2 separate regions of the Mus musculus genome follow, and region 2 is linked to region 1. Evidence: chromatin contacts called from public Micro-C data. All regions are on one chromosome and are shown on one strand. Each heading gives the region's core, a stretch centred on a gene start, on an enhancer-like site or on the middle of the called end of the contact. The rest is flanking DNA. Distances are from core to core; before and after follow the strand shown.

Evidence for each region. Hi-C and Micro-C count contacts between places; a contact is called where the count stands out from the background.
Region 2: a Micro-C map of muscle stem cells shows a contact between it and region 1, with 1.7 times the contacts expected there. The contact joins two enhancer-like sites. A contact is called at or near these places in 2 of 15 datasets of contacts at CTCF or cohesin (large pre-B cells and pro-B cells), 18 of 484 Hi-C or Micro-C datasets (the 63-12 cell line, the AML12 cell line, the C2C12 cell line and 14 more), 3 of 115 datasets of contacts at active chromatin or transcription factors (embryonic stem cells, large pre-B cells and pancreatic cancer cells) and 1 of 9 other capture datasets (embryonic stem cells).

The regions. Positions count from the first base shown.
Region 1 is chr4:139,680,518-139,686,918 of GRCm38.p6, reverse strand. No RefSeq gene overlaps it. Among named protein-coding and RNA genes, the nearest start is that of Tas1r2, 30 kb to the right of the region's middle. Within about 2 kb of position 2,813, at least 15 of the 459 cell types and tissues checked have an H3K27ac peak or open chromatin away from gene starts, as enhancers often do. A contact at or near this core is called in muscle stem cells, where this site is marked.
Region 2 is chr4:139,742,924-139,749,133 of GRCm38.p6, reverse strand. It overlaps Pax7 (paired box 7), which reads left to right. Exons shown (of 9, transcript NM_011039.2): 8 at 1-202. Among named protein-coding and RNA genes, the nearest start is that of Gm42334, 11 kb to the right of the region's middle. Within about 2 kb of position 1,628, at least 9 of the 459 cell types and tissues checked have an H3K27ac peak or open chromatin away from gene starts, as enhancers often do. A contact at or near this core is called in muscle stem cells, where this site is marked.

The DNA.
Region 1 (6,401 bases), core at 1,564-4,063:
CTCTTCTCTACGTGGCCAAGCTGTCTAGGCTAAAAACTATGCTGCTTTTCATAATGCCTGCTACACGCTGGACATCATCCGCAGAACCACCAGACCCTCTCCCCACCCCCGAATATTCTCGTAACTACATCCAGGCCCTTTGTTTGTTTGCTTCCTTTTCTGAGATAGCATCTCCCTCTGTGCGGGTGCTGAGCTTGAACTCAGGACCCTCCCGCCTTAGCCTCCTGACTGGCAGGCTGAGAGGCATGTGCCACCAAGCTGGGCTTGCATCTTAGGATCGTTCAGGCTCAAATCAGATATGGACCATTTCTGCTGATGTTTCTCACCCCAGGCAGCACACACACTCATACTCACACACACACACCACTCAACACAACACACATACATACAATATACACACATACACAACAACACACATGTATACATACAGAACACACGCAACATACCACACACACATATACCATGCATACAACACAACACACACACATACAACACAACACATACATACAACACACATATACTTCACAAACACAACACACACATACAGCACAGCACACACATACAATACACATACAACACACAAAACACACACACACACAACACACACATACTATACACACAACACACACACATACAACACACACACACAAAACACATACTTGTAAAACATACACCCAACATACCATGCACACACCACACACAACACATACATATACCACACACACATACAACTCACACTACCTGCTATCCTAAGGTCAAATCCCTTGAGGAGGGCCTGGCCCTTGCTTGGCCAACACCTACCTCCCACTCATGGCTCTCTCTGGCAGGAAGGTGCTCTCCCCATAACTATGTCCCACCTCACCCCACAGGCCTCAGCACTAACACCAGCCCTCAGACCCGAGTCACTTTCCCTCCGTCACCCTGTCTCACACACGCCAGCCACTGCTCACCTGGTCTTGGGTAGGCTGACCCTCACTCAGCACTGTTCCTCCACTGGCTTGGACAAGGGTGGGTCTCATGGTGGGGACTTCCACCCCGGACACTAACGCTCTGGTCCCTATGACACCAGCAAGTTCCTCTCCACACAGAACCTCAGTTTCCCTATCTGTGTACCAAGGGTGTTAGGTACACACAGCACGCAGATGCACTAGTGTCACCCATAGCAATAGTGACAGAGCGGCCCCCTGCTGGTTTTGGAAGACTCTAGTGAGTGCCCAACCTGGATGGGGTATCTAGGTCCTGGGTCAGCCTGAAGTGGCCATTCTCTTACACAGAGGTCAATGGCAGCTCAAACCTGACTTTCACACTGCCCTGTTCTTCAAGCCACCTTGTTGTTTACACCTCTTGGGATTTTAAAAAATCCTGTTATTTTCATTCTGTGTATGTGTGTATTGTTTTGCTTGTATGTATGTATGTATGTATGTATGTATATGTAAGAGCCTGTGGAGGCCAGGAGAGGTCACTTGATCCCCTGGACTGGAGATGCAGACAGTTGTGGACGCTAGAATTGGACCCAGCCCTCTGCAAGAGCAGCTGAGTCTCCTATTCAGTCCCTTGGTCTTGATTCCCGTCATTCTCTAAGAAAGGGTTGTGATAAACGCACACGTGTACATGCACACAAACACACAGGAAACACAAATATAAACATAAATATATGCACACACATAAGCTGCATGCATGTGCACACACAGGCATCCATCCACATATCTCTCCACACACGGCTGAGGCACAAGAGTCCTTACACACCCATCCCCTCACAATCCCGCAGCCTCCTATGCACACAGGCACAGACTCAGGCACCCATGTGCCCAAACCAACACAGCTGCCCTGTGCTCATCTCTGCTCTTGCTTTCTGTCTCACACACATGTCAAGTTTGACAGAGGCCATGACACCCATGACATGTAAAAACACATGAGGTACTAGAACCTAACTAGGCTGCACATTTGCATGACACTTTAATATAAAACAGCTTTGTGCTCTTCCATGTGTCTCCATGTTTTGTGTGCATATCGAGTGTCTGTCTGCCTGTCCATCTGTCCCAGCTCTCCAGTCCCTGGAGAAGGGAACCTGAGAGGCCCAAGAATGAGACCAACATCGCCATCTGCTGTCAGCTTCTGGGACTGCCCTTCAGAGAACACATGGGGTCCAATGGGATCCATTTCTGAAGGACCCCAGAGGCCAAGGCATGACCCTGAGAACCAGTGGGAGTTGCAGGAACATCCCTGCCCTGTGGCCTCTAATAGGTTTCGTCTTTAGAGCAACCTGGGAAGAGCTCCTCCCTTCAGGGTTCATAACTGGGGAAACTGAGGTTTCAAGTCCAGCGCTGACTAGGTAAAGAGATCATGGGATTTCACTCAAAACACATCCCTCAAATTCTAATTCTGCTTCACGTTCTCAGGCTGAGTACCACCCTCCCTGTGGGCGAGGACTGGCTGGCACAGATAACGAGGCTGGCAGTTGGGTGAAGTGGCTTGGAAGTATGGAGGCCCCGGGGCAAAGAACATGTGAGGCCACAGAAGTAGATACCCATATTCAGGGCTCTCACTGAACACTGCAGACAGGCTGGTCCAGCAAGCCTGGAATGGTTTGTCCTCGTTATCAACGCGACCGGTTTGGAAATAATGAAAACATCCTTTTGGACAGGTCTCTAGAGACATTTAAGTGACCTGGGAAGACTCACCCTGTGGGCGGCACCATCCTGTGGGTGGCAGTACCCTGTGGGCGGAGCCATCCTGTGGGTGGTACTACCCTATGGGCGGAGCCATCCTGTGGGTGGTATTACCCTGTAGGCGGAGCCATCCTGTGGGCGGTACTACCCTGTGGGTGGCGCCATCCTGTGGACCGCATTATCCTGTGGCCTGGGACCTTGGACCCGTCTCTCACTGGGTTCTGACTACAGATGCCACGTGACCCATGTTGGGCCCTATTTGGCCTTGGTTTGGGCCTTGAGGACAAACCAAAGCCTGGCTCAATTTTTGAGACCTGTCATTCTCCTCCTCTTTGAGAATGACTCAGCATGACCTACCGGCCGGAATGAGACTGCCTCTGCCTAGCTACCACTGATGTGTCAATTTCTTATAGGCCCCGTGAGATCACCTCGCACCCCCTCATCACCTCACTCCACCCCATAGGTCATCTCACCCCATACCCCTATCCCTACCTTATTGACTTCTCTATATAAGTAAGTGCCCAGTTTAGTAAAGTGAGGTCCTTCTTTGACAAGACTCCCTGCCTGGGCCATCCCACTCAGCCCCAGACAGACCAGGCTGGACCGGGTTCTCTCCTCTCTCCTGGACCTGCTGGCAAAGAGCCGACAACCGGCCAACTCACTCTGCCCACATGCCTTCCCCACCATGATAGACTGCACCTCATGAACTAAACCATGAACCAAATAAGGCCTTCTCCCATTTAAGTCATGTCTTACCAGGTATTATGCCCTAGTAACAAGGAAGGTGACCAAATACACCACCCCTGTGACAGACAGGTCACTGAGTCTGGAGAGGAGCTGGGATGAGCCCTATCCCAGGACCCAATTGTCTAGCCCAAAGCTCTCCCTTCCCCCAAACCTGGCTCCCTTCTTCCCTTTGGTTGAGTAAGTGGGGGGCGGGCTGGGAAGAAGAGGGTGATCAGGAGAAGGGATAGGATGACAGTGGGGGGTGAATAGGGTCAAAGTACATTGTATGCATGTATGAAATTGTGAACTGTAACTTTCATTTTTCCAAACCTATTTTTAATGATGGTTCTTAAATGCTTTACCCTTCCTTGTAGCCCACCACCCACCAGAGGTAGTGGGAAAAAAAGGATGCGAGGCAAGTGGACCTGTTTAGAAATGTGGTTTTTGTTTTGTTTTGTTTTGTTTTGTTTTGAGCAACTCCCTCCTGTGCTGTCTGGAGATCTGCAGTTCAGATCAGCAGACAGCAGCAGCTCGATCCACTCGCAAACACTTCATGGATACAGAACAGTCCAGTTCGGTAGAGTCGGGATAGCAAACACGAATCAGCAGTGGTGACACTACCTAGCAGAGACAGCCAGGCCTCAGCCTTGGCACAAGTCAGCAGCAAGAGGGACACCAGGAAAAGTTTTGGGCTGTGCCTCTCTCTGGGAAGTGAAGATCAGCAAAGACTTGAGATCCAAGCATTGCACAGCTGGTTCTAGAAGCAAGCCAAGCTCAGCCTTCGTCACCATCCGTCAAGTCCTTTTATACTCTCTCCAAACATCACTGTGTCCTCCACAGGTCTTGCCTCAGCATGGGTCTTGCTTCAGCACATGCGTCTGTCTCAGCTGACATTCCCTCTGCCAATCAGCCCAAGTCCGCAGAAGCAGCAAAAAACTGCAGCACACCACCAGAAGAGTTTCCCTCTATGGAGTCCTGACAAATGCAGCTCAACTATGCGATGTAAGGCAGACCGATACATGTGTGTTGTTAGCAAAGAATCCTTCATCATGGGTCCTTTCACATGCTTGTTTTAGCAGAACATCCTCTCTCCTGTGTCTACTTTAGCCAAACATTCCTTCACAAGTCTGCCTTAGCCTTTCACCTACATCCACTTCAGCTAAACGTTCCTTCCCGTGTTTGCTCCAGGCAAACACCATCCAACTGACTTTCCAAAGAACCCTTAAGTTTCCACTTCAGTGAAGGGAAAGTAAGGATTGGAAAAATTCATCCTGGATGTCACCATGACCACTGTCTCAGCTAGGGTTTCACTGCTGTGAGCAGACACCGTGACCAAAGCAACTCCTATAAGGACAACATTTGATTGGGGCTGACTTACAGGTTCAGAGGTTCCGTCCATGTTCAAGGTGAGAACATGGCAGTGTCCAAGCAGGCATGGCGCTAGAGTAGCTGAGAGTTCTACATCTCTATCTGAAGGCTGCTAGCAGAATATTGACTTCCAGGAAGCTAGGATGAGGTTATTAAAGCCCCCACACCCACAGTGGCACACCTACTTCAATAGGGTCACATCTACTCCAACAAGGCCACTCCTCCAAATAGGGCCACTCCCTGGGCCAAGCATATACAAACCATCACAACCACCATCACCAACGCTGTCACCATCAGCGCTGTCACCATCACCACCGCTGTCACCATAATTCTATCATCACCACCCTCATCAGCATCACCCCCATTATCACCATCAGCACCATTATCATCCTCATCAATAACGACACCATACTCAATGCATCCATGACCATCTCTGTCATGCCCCTATGGCCACCTAGCTAACTTAAACACATCACTAGCATCTCCACCATGATCCTCTGCCCAGGGTGGCTGAGATGCATCTAGGAGGGACTGTACCAGGGAACAGAGAACCCCATGTGGGTGACACTGAACCTGGACACTCCTGGAGAGTCGCCAGTCAGCGGGGCTGATTAAGGAGGTGGTACAGCTTTGTTGGAGAATGCACATCACAGGAGGCAGGCTTTGAGAGCCACAGCCTTCCCTCCTTCCCTTTCAATCTCTCGGCTTTGTGTTTGTAGTAAGGGATGTGAGCTCTCAGCTGCCTGTTCTGGCCAACCTGCTGCCATGCCTTCACCGCCATTATGGACTCCCACTTAGGAAATGTAAGCCAAAATAAACTCTTCTGCAAATCACTTAGGTCATGGTGTTTGTCACAGCAACAGGAAGTAACTACACAGGACAATTAGAGAACGTGTCTCAAAGAAAACATGGCGGCATGGGAGTGTGTGTGTTGGGGAGTGCAGCTGAGAACCTAAGCCCATGATTATCCTCTAACCTCTACACAGGTGCCATACACACAGATACATACTCACAAACACACACAATGTAATTTCATGATATCCAGTAACATACTGTTGTGTATATTTGGCATGGTTGTCAAAGGGATAAGACTGAGGATCACATATGACTGGAGGCAAACATGTGAGCGCAGGCTAACACAGGGACCCTGTCACCTGAGCTCAGGGCTCCCTCAGAGGTGGCCACAGCCCCTGGGCCACAGGAATCCTGACAAAGGCCATCGCAATGCCATCATCATCCTAGCCACCCCAAGCATCACGTTTGGTTTACTTTATTCAGGCGGACTTGGATACCAAGATTGGGACACCATGACAACTGATCTGATAATGAAGATGTCTGAGTGACAGGAGTCGCCATAGCAACTGGGCATAGAAACGGGCCAGAGTCAGTGGAAGCTTGTATGATCTCACAAGCTATGTGTCTTCGTGCTTATCAACTGTTCGGTTCTGCAACTTTAGAAATAGTGTTTGGGGTAGCTAGATGGCTCAGTATAGAGAGATGTCTGCATGGAGCCCTGAACACCAGAATTTGATCCTGGGATCTAGTGAGGCCTCAGGAGAGAAGCCACAGCCAGGAGTTCTGTCTTAGTTAGGGTTTCATTGCTATGAAGAGACAACATGATCAAGGCAACTCTTATAA
Region 2 (6,210 bases), core at 379-2,878, 63 kb before region 1:
CAGGCCGACTTCTCCATCTCCCCGCTGCATGGAGGCCTGGACTCGGCTTCCTCCATCTCAGCCAGCTGCAGCCAACGGGCCGACTCCATCAAGCCAGGAGACAGCTTGCCCACGTCCCAGTCTTACTGCCCACCCACCTACAGCACCACTGGCTACAGTGTGGACCCTGTGGCTGGCTACCAGTACAGCCAGTATGGCCAAAGTGAGTGTTTTCCTTGCTACCCATCTCTAAGGGGGCTGACTCATTCCTGGGCAAGGCGTTGGTCAGGGTGGAGGGTGTCTTTTTCTTTAGAAGAATTTAAAATTTATTTCATCATTTTATGTGTATGAGAGTTTGTGTACTATGTGTATGCAGTACCTGCAGGGGTCAGAAGAGGGCATCAGAACCCCTGGAACAGAATTACAGGTGGTTGTGAGCCATTTTATGGGTGCTGGGGACTAAGCCCAGGTCCTTGACAAGAGCAGCCAGTGCTCTTAACCACTGAGCCATCTCTCGAGTCCTCTATTAAAATTAAATTAGCGTGCATGTATGTGTGTCTGTGTCTCTGTGTTTGTGTGTGTGTGTGTATGTGTCTGTGTGTCTCTGTATGTGTGTGTGTGTGGTGTATGTGAGTGGGGACACTTGAGTGGAGGTCAGAGGACAACTTTTGAGCAGTTTTCTCTTTACTTTTATTTGGGTTCTGGGAATCAAACTCAGGGTTATGTTTTTTCCCCTTTGAGCCATCTCATAGGCCCAGATGCCCCTTTCACAGGCCGGAAAACTGAGGTCCATAATGGAAGCAGAGGTGACCTAAGATGTTCTGAACTGGTCATCAGATGCAGTGACCCACCTCTTAGTAAGGACACCATACATATGAGTGTGAGTGCACACACACACACACACACACACACACACACACACACACCAGTTCCCCACAAATGCTCCTACAATCTTTAGAGGCCACACTTTATAAGGAGAAAGGGCAGGATTTTTTTATTAGCATGTTCTATTTCACCCAGTATACCCAGATCACTGTTCCCACAATCCGCAGGCGATACCCAGGAGATGGTCCGTATTCTTTCATTCCGACTTAGTGGCTTTTGTTGCTGTCCTTTGGTGGTACTGGGAATTAAACCCAGGACCTTGCCCAAACTAGGCATGAGTGCCACCACTGAGCTACATCCCCAACCCTCTACTTACTTTATATTTGCGACAAGGTTCACAAAGATCTCCACACTGGCCTGAACTCATTCTGTAGCCCAAATGGGGCTTGAACTTGCTATCCTTCATCAACACTTAAGCTTCAGGAGGGTGCTAGTGGGGACACAATGCTGCACACCCAAGCCTTTCTAAACAGGCTCATAGGGTTTCAACAAGAACCAACTAAATTAAAGACCAGATTTTACATTTGAATGACATAAAACTAAGTAAACATCCTTGAGTCTGCTCCCCATGGTGCTAGGCGCAGGTCAAGTGTAGGACAGCTAGCGGCATGTGGCACGAATGCAAGAGGATGGCTGTGTACAGACTGCTCTCTGTGTGACAGGCCTCTCAAGTCTCCAGGGTCTCACATACCCAGTCCAGCCACTGTCCCCTTGGTGTCTTGGCTTGATAGAGCAACAGCAGACTCTCAGATCAACAGCTGGGCGAGCCTGGCTTGGCCGCAACTTCTGGCCGTCGCCTGACGGGGCCAGCAGCAGGGCAGGCTCAGACAGGATGGGGGAGCCAAAGGTCACAAGGCTGCCCTCGCGCCACCTTTCAGCAAAGGCCTCACCTGCTGGTGTCAAACTAATCAGGAGGGTGTGTGGAGAGAGTGGGGCCTCCAGCCTAAGGGCACCCTCTCCAGCTGTTGCCTGCTCCTGCCACACTGACCTTTGCTTCCTTAGGCCCCCAGCCCGCTCCAACCTCATGGCCTTGGCCTCCACGGTTAAATGAGGGCCAGCTGTGTGGGCCTATACCTCCCATGTGCGTATGTGCAAGCTTGTATGTGTGAATGCATCACGGGATTGTTACAGTCCAAAGCGTCTGCAGGCACACTGTGTGCAAGTGATGTGGCTGCAAAGTGCCCACATCTTCCCAGATAAGTGAGTTGTCTGTGTGTGTGTGTGTGTGTGTGTGTGAACGTGTGTTGAATGTGTATACGTTTACATGTAACTGTACACATGGACATACAAATGGCTGTTCTGTGTACACATTGCATATGTGTATATGGCTTTGTAGGAGCACACAGGCACACATACATGTGAGAGTATATGGTGGCAATATACACACATGTTTAAATTTTCTTAGGTGGGTTCTTATGGGCTGATGTGTCTATATGTGTGTGTGTGCACTGGCATATGTGTGTGTGTGTGTGTGTTTGTGTGTGTTGAAAGTGTACGACCAATATGCAGATAAGTGTGGTTGTGTGCACATGTATATTTTGGCATGTACTTGTGCTTAAAGGTATCTATGATTAGGTATGACTTAGATGCTCGCATGAACATGATATGCATACCTGGGTGTGTTCATATGCAGTGCCTGGGCATGCTTGTGTATGCAATTGTGTGTGTGCCTATGGGAGTGCAGGACCATGCCTGTGAATGTGTGCTTGGGAAGCCCAGCACTACACGATCATCTGCATGCAGGACACACCAGTGTCCATGGAAGCCTTTCCACGCCGTCCCTGGTTGACCCCCTGACCTAGCGCATGTTCCCAGTCCAACACAGGACACACATGCTCTTGATAAAACATTTGAGAGCAGCAGCGGCAATGTGGCCGGCCCCGGGCAGGCGTTAGTCACACCCGGAGCCTGGAGCCCCTGCCCTGCTCCAGGGCGCCTGCCCAATTCGGAAATAAAATTAACCCCAAAGTCAGCATGGGGGTGGTGGAGGAGGGGGATCAAAAGAGAAGGGGCCCAGGAGGCCAGAAAGGAGAAGCAGTTGCCCTCCCTCTCCTTCCTCCCTCCTCCCCTCCTTTCTCCTCCTCCTCCGTTACTGCAGGGAGAGCTCAGGGCTCCTCAAGGGCCATGGTCTCCAGCCACTTACTGAGGCACCTCGGCCACCATGTGTCACCCAGCTGTCACACACACCCAGCCTCAGCTTTCCCACCTGCAGAATGGGTCTGGGGACGAGGCACATCCTCTCAGCCATTTCCAGCCACACTGCCTTTTTTTCTGTTGACCTTCTGGGGCAGTCCAAGGACATGTCACATTTCTGTTAACCAGCAGCCAACACCCCTAAGCACACAGGAGGCCAGGTTCTCTAATAAGCTTTGAAAGTCACACATTCTGGACTCCCCTGTGTTGGTCTTGATCCACCTGTCACTTGCTGCCTCCTGTCCCATGCTTGAGTTTAGCCCATGCAGCTCTGTGTGAAATACGTGCTTCTCAGCCACAGAGCTTCCCCACCTCCTGGTCCTCAGTTTGTTAGGCTCAAAGAGGTAGAGCAGTGTTCCCAATGTCCCACAGCCAGGCAGTTGTGATTCAGCTTCCTTACCTCGGAGCACAGGTGAGCCAGCCTGGGAAAGACACTTGGCACTGATCGGGTACACACTCTCCCGTGTGCACACTCGTGTGTGGGAGTGCTGCTGTCCATGTGCGCAGAGTCAAGGTGTAACTTGCTAAATGCGTATGCAGGGAGGGGAGAGAAATGATTGCTAGCTGGCGCCCCATCTCTGCTGCCACACAGGGCTGTGTGCATGGTCATTCTCACTGTCTTAGTATAGAAATGAGACTTAGAGAAGTTACTAGAGAGGGGTTGGTTGGCTTTGTTGGTGGCCACACCTGCATCCTGGTCATTAGGAGCCAATTTCAGGTGTGTTTGAAACATGCACGTGACCTAACTCCTGTGCAGCAGACCCCGCCTGCCCCTGGCTCCTAGGGCCTCTCTCCTTCCCAGAGACACCTCCACATCTTCTGGCTCTGGCCAAGTCCATCCATCTGCCCATCTCTAACCGTCCCTGGAGTGGGTGGGGGCAGGGGGGCAGGGATGGGGCACATGGTAGATTAATATGGCCCCGGTGTTCCCAGAGGCCAGGGCCATACTAATGATGGGGCTGATAGAACGCAGGAGTGTGAAAAGAATTTTAATAGATCTGACAACTCTAATAAGAATTTGTGTCTGGAAGGGTCCTCCTCTGGGGCTGCGCTCTGACGAGCTCCTGATGGCTGGGATCTGTTTACTGGTTGGCATTGCTGGCCCAGCTCCTGCCAACTCTTGATTAATGTAATTGGAGACGTTCAGAGCCCAGGCGGGGTGTGAGGCAGGAGAAGGGAGACACGGAGGGACAGAAGGACATCCAGGGTTGTTGACAGAGTCCCTAATGAGGAATGTCACCTTCCTGTCTTCTTGTCCAGCCTTTTGGCTCTACCCTAGGAAGAGGCAAGCACGCCCTACAGTTGGCCCGTTGGGTGCTCTGGAAGTTGCAGGGGGTCAGCAGGAAAGTTTGGCTTCTGAGTGCTTCCTTGCCTACCTCAAGGAGGGAAAGTTCCTACTGTGTACTGGGGCAGAGTGGATAGAGGTGCCAGAGAAACGATTCTTTATTTTGTTTTCCTTTATTTATGTGTGTATGTGTTCATGCATGTATGTATGCATTAATGTGTGTGCAGTTGTGCATGTGGAGGTCAGAGGTCAGGCTCAGGTCTCACCTGTAGACACTATCCCCAGCATCTCTCACTGGCCTGGAACTTACTAAACAGACCAGCAGGCATGTTGTCTATTGAGCCCCAGGGATCCAGATGCCTCTGTCTCCCCTGGGCTGGGGTCCAGACACCACCATGTCTGGCTTTCCTGCATGGGCTCTAGGGATCCGCTTTTCCTGTTTGCACAGCTTTGTCGATGGAGCCGTGACCATGGGTGCCCATGGGTAACTCTGGGCTGGCAACTGTGCTGTGCCTCGGGTTTTATTTTTCTCAAGTGGGAACTGTCCTGCCCAAGGCACAGAACCCACCTTCCCCTAGTATACAGTAAGTGCCAACCAAGTGTGGGCTCTGCCTTTGCTGTTAGCATGGCTCAGTGATGGACCTCTCAGACACCCCATCCACGGAATAACTGTAGTGGTCGTGTCAGGGCCCAGCATGGGACAGGCTGAGGCAAAGTAAGCCACAGCTCCCTGAGACTAAAGAAAGTTCACCTGAGGTGATGTGTGCTCTTGGTAAACCTTGCCTGGAGTGGAAAAGGTCACCGTGGGCATGTGGGGTGGGCGGAGGGCCTCAGTCGTGAGGGCTGTATGCACACCAGGGGCCATTGCCAAGATGCTGATACCACAAGATAATTCCCAGGGGCTGCTGGTGAGGCCCAAGGCTATGGAGCTGTCACCAGCCTGCCTGAGTCTGAAAGTGTAAGAGGAACCAGCTGATTATAGTCAGAGTCTCTAGAGACCTTAGTTCTACATTTCACCAAACAGGGACAGGGGACAGTCCCACTATCTGGCTTATATGACTGGAAAAATACCTAAAAGTACCCTGAGTACAGCATTGGGAGCAGGATAGCACAGGGCTAAATCTCTGGGGTTTCTGTTTCTATCCCTTCAGCCCTCTAAGAGGGTGGCTTACTGATCCATGGACCCTGACACCCAAGGAGAAATGACAGTGTGACCAGAGCTTTAAAGTTTTCCTTCAGCAAGAGTTGGCAACTCCCCACTCCCCATTCACAGCCAGGCAAGGGTGGCCATAGCTGCCTCTGCTCTGCTACCTTGGAGCCTGAGGCTGAGTGAGTGACGTCACCAGCCCAGGAACTCAGCATAGATCTTCCCCTCCACTCACCCACTATGAGCCTGGCTGGAGAGGCACACACACGATTCAAAGACACCCCAGGACATTTTCATAGCCTTTAGGAGTGGGGAGGCTTGTCCTGAGCCTTCTATGACAGCGTGTTTTAAAACAGTGTCTGTACCCCAGCTTTCAAGTAGATAAACTAACATAAAGGAAGACCAGTTTGCTCAAAACCATATGACTGGGAATGTACCCAGGAATGGCCACCCTTTTCTCCATGCCACCGCTAAAGGTCACATTTCTTCTAGGCCTGCGCTCACAAGCACCACACTCTACCTTCACACTATGTGTGTGGATTCTTTGCCTGCAGTTCTTTGGTTCATATGCTCCATCCCATGATATAGACAAGGAAACTGAGGCTGAAATGCTATGGCCCAGGTCACACTCAAGGTTGGGAGGCAACTATTGAGATTGTCCCTTTGGACTCCCTGGTCTCACCATCAAGCTGTGTCCCCTGCCTCCTGGCTCTACCTCCCC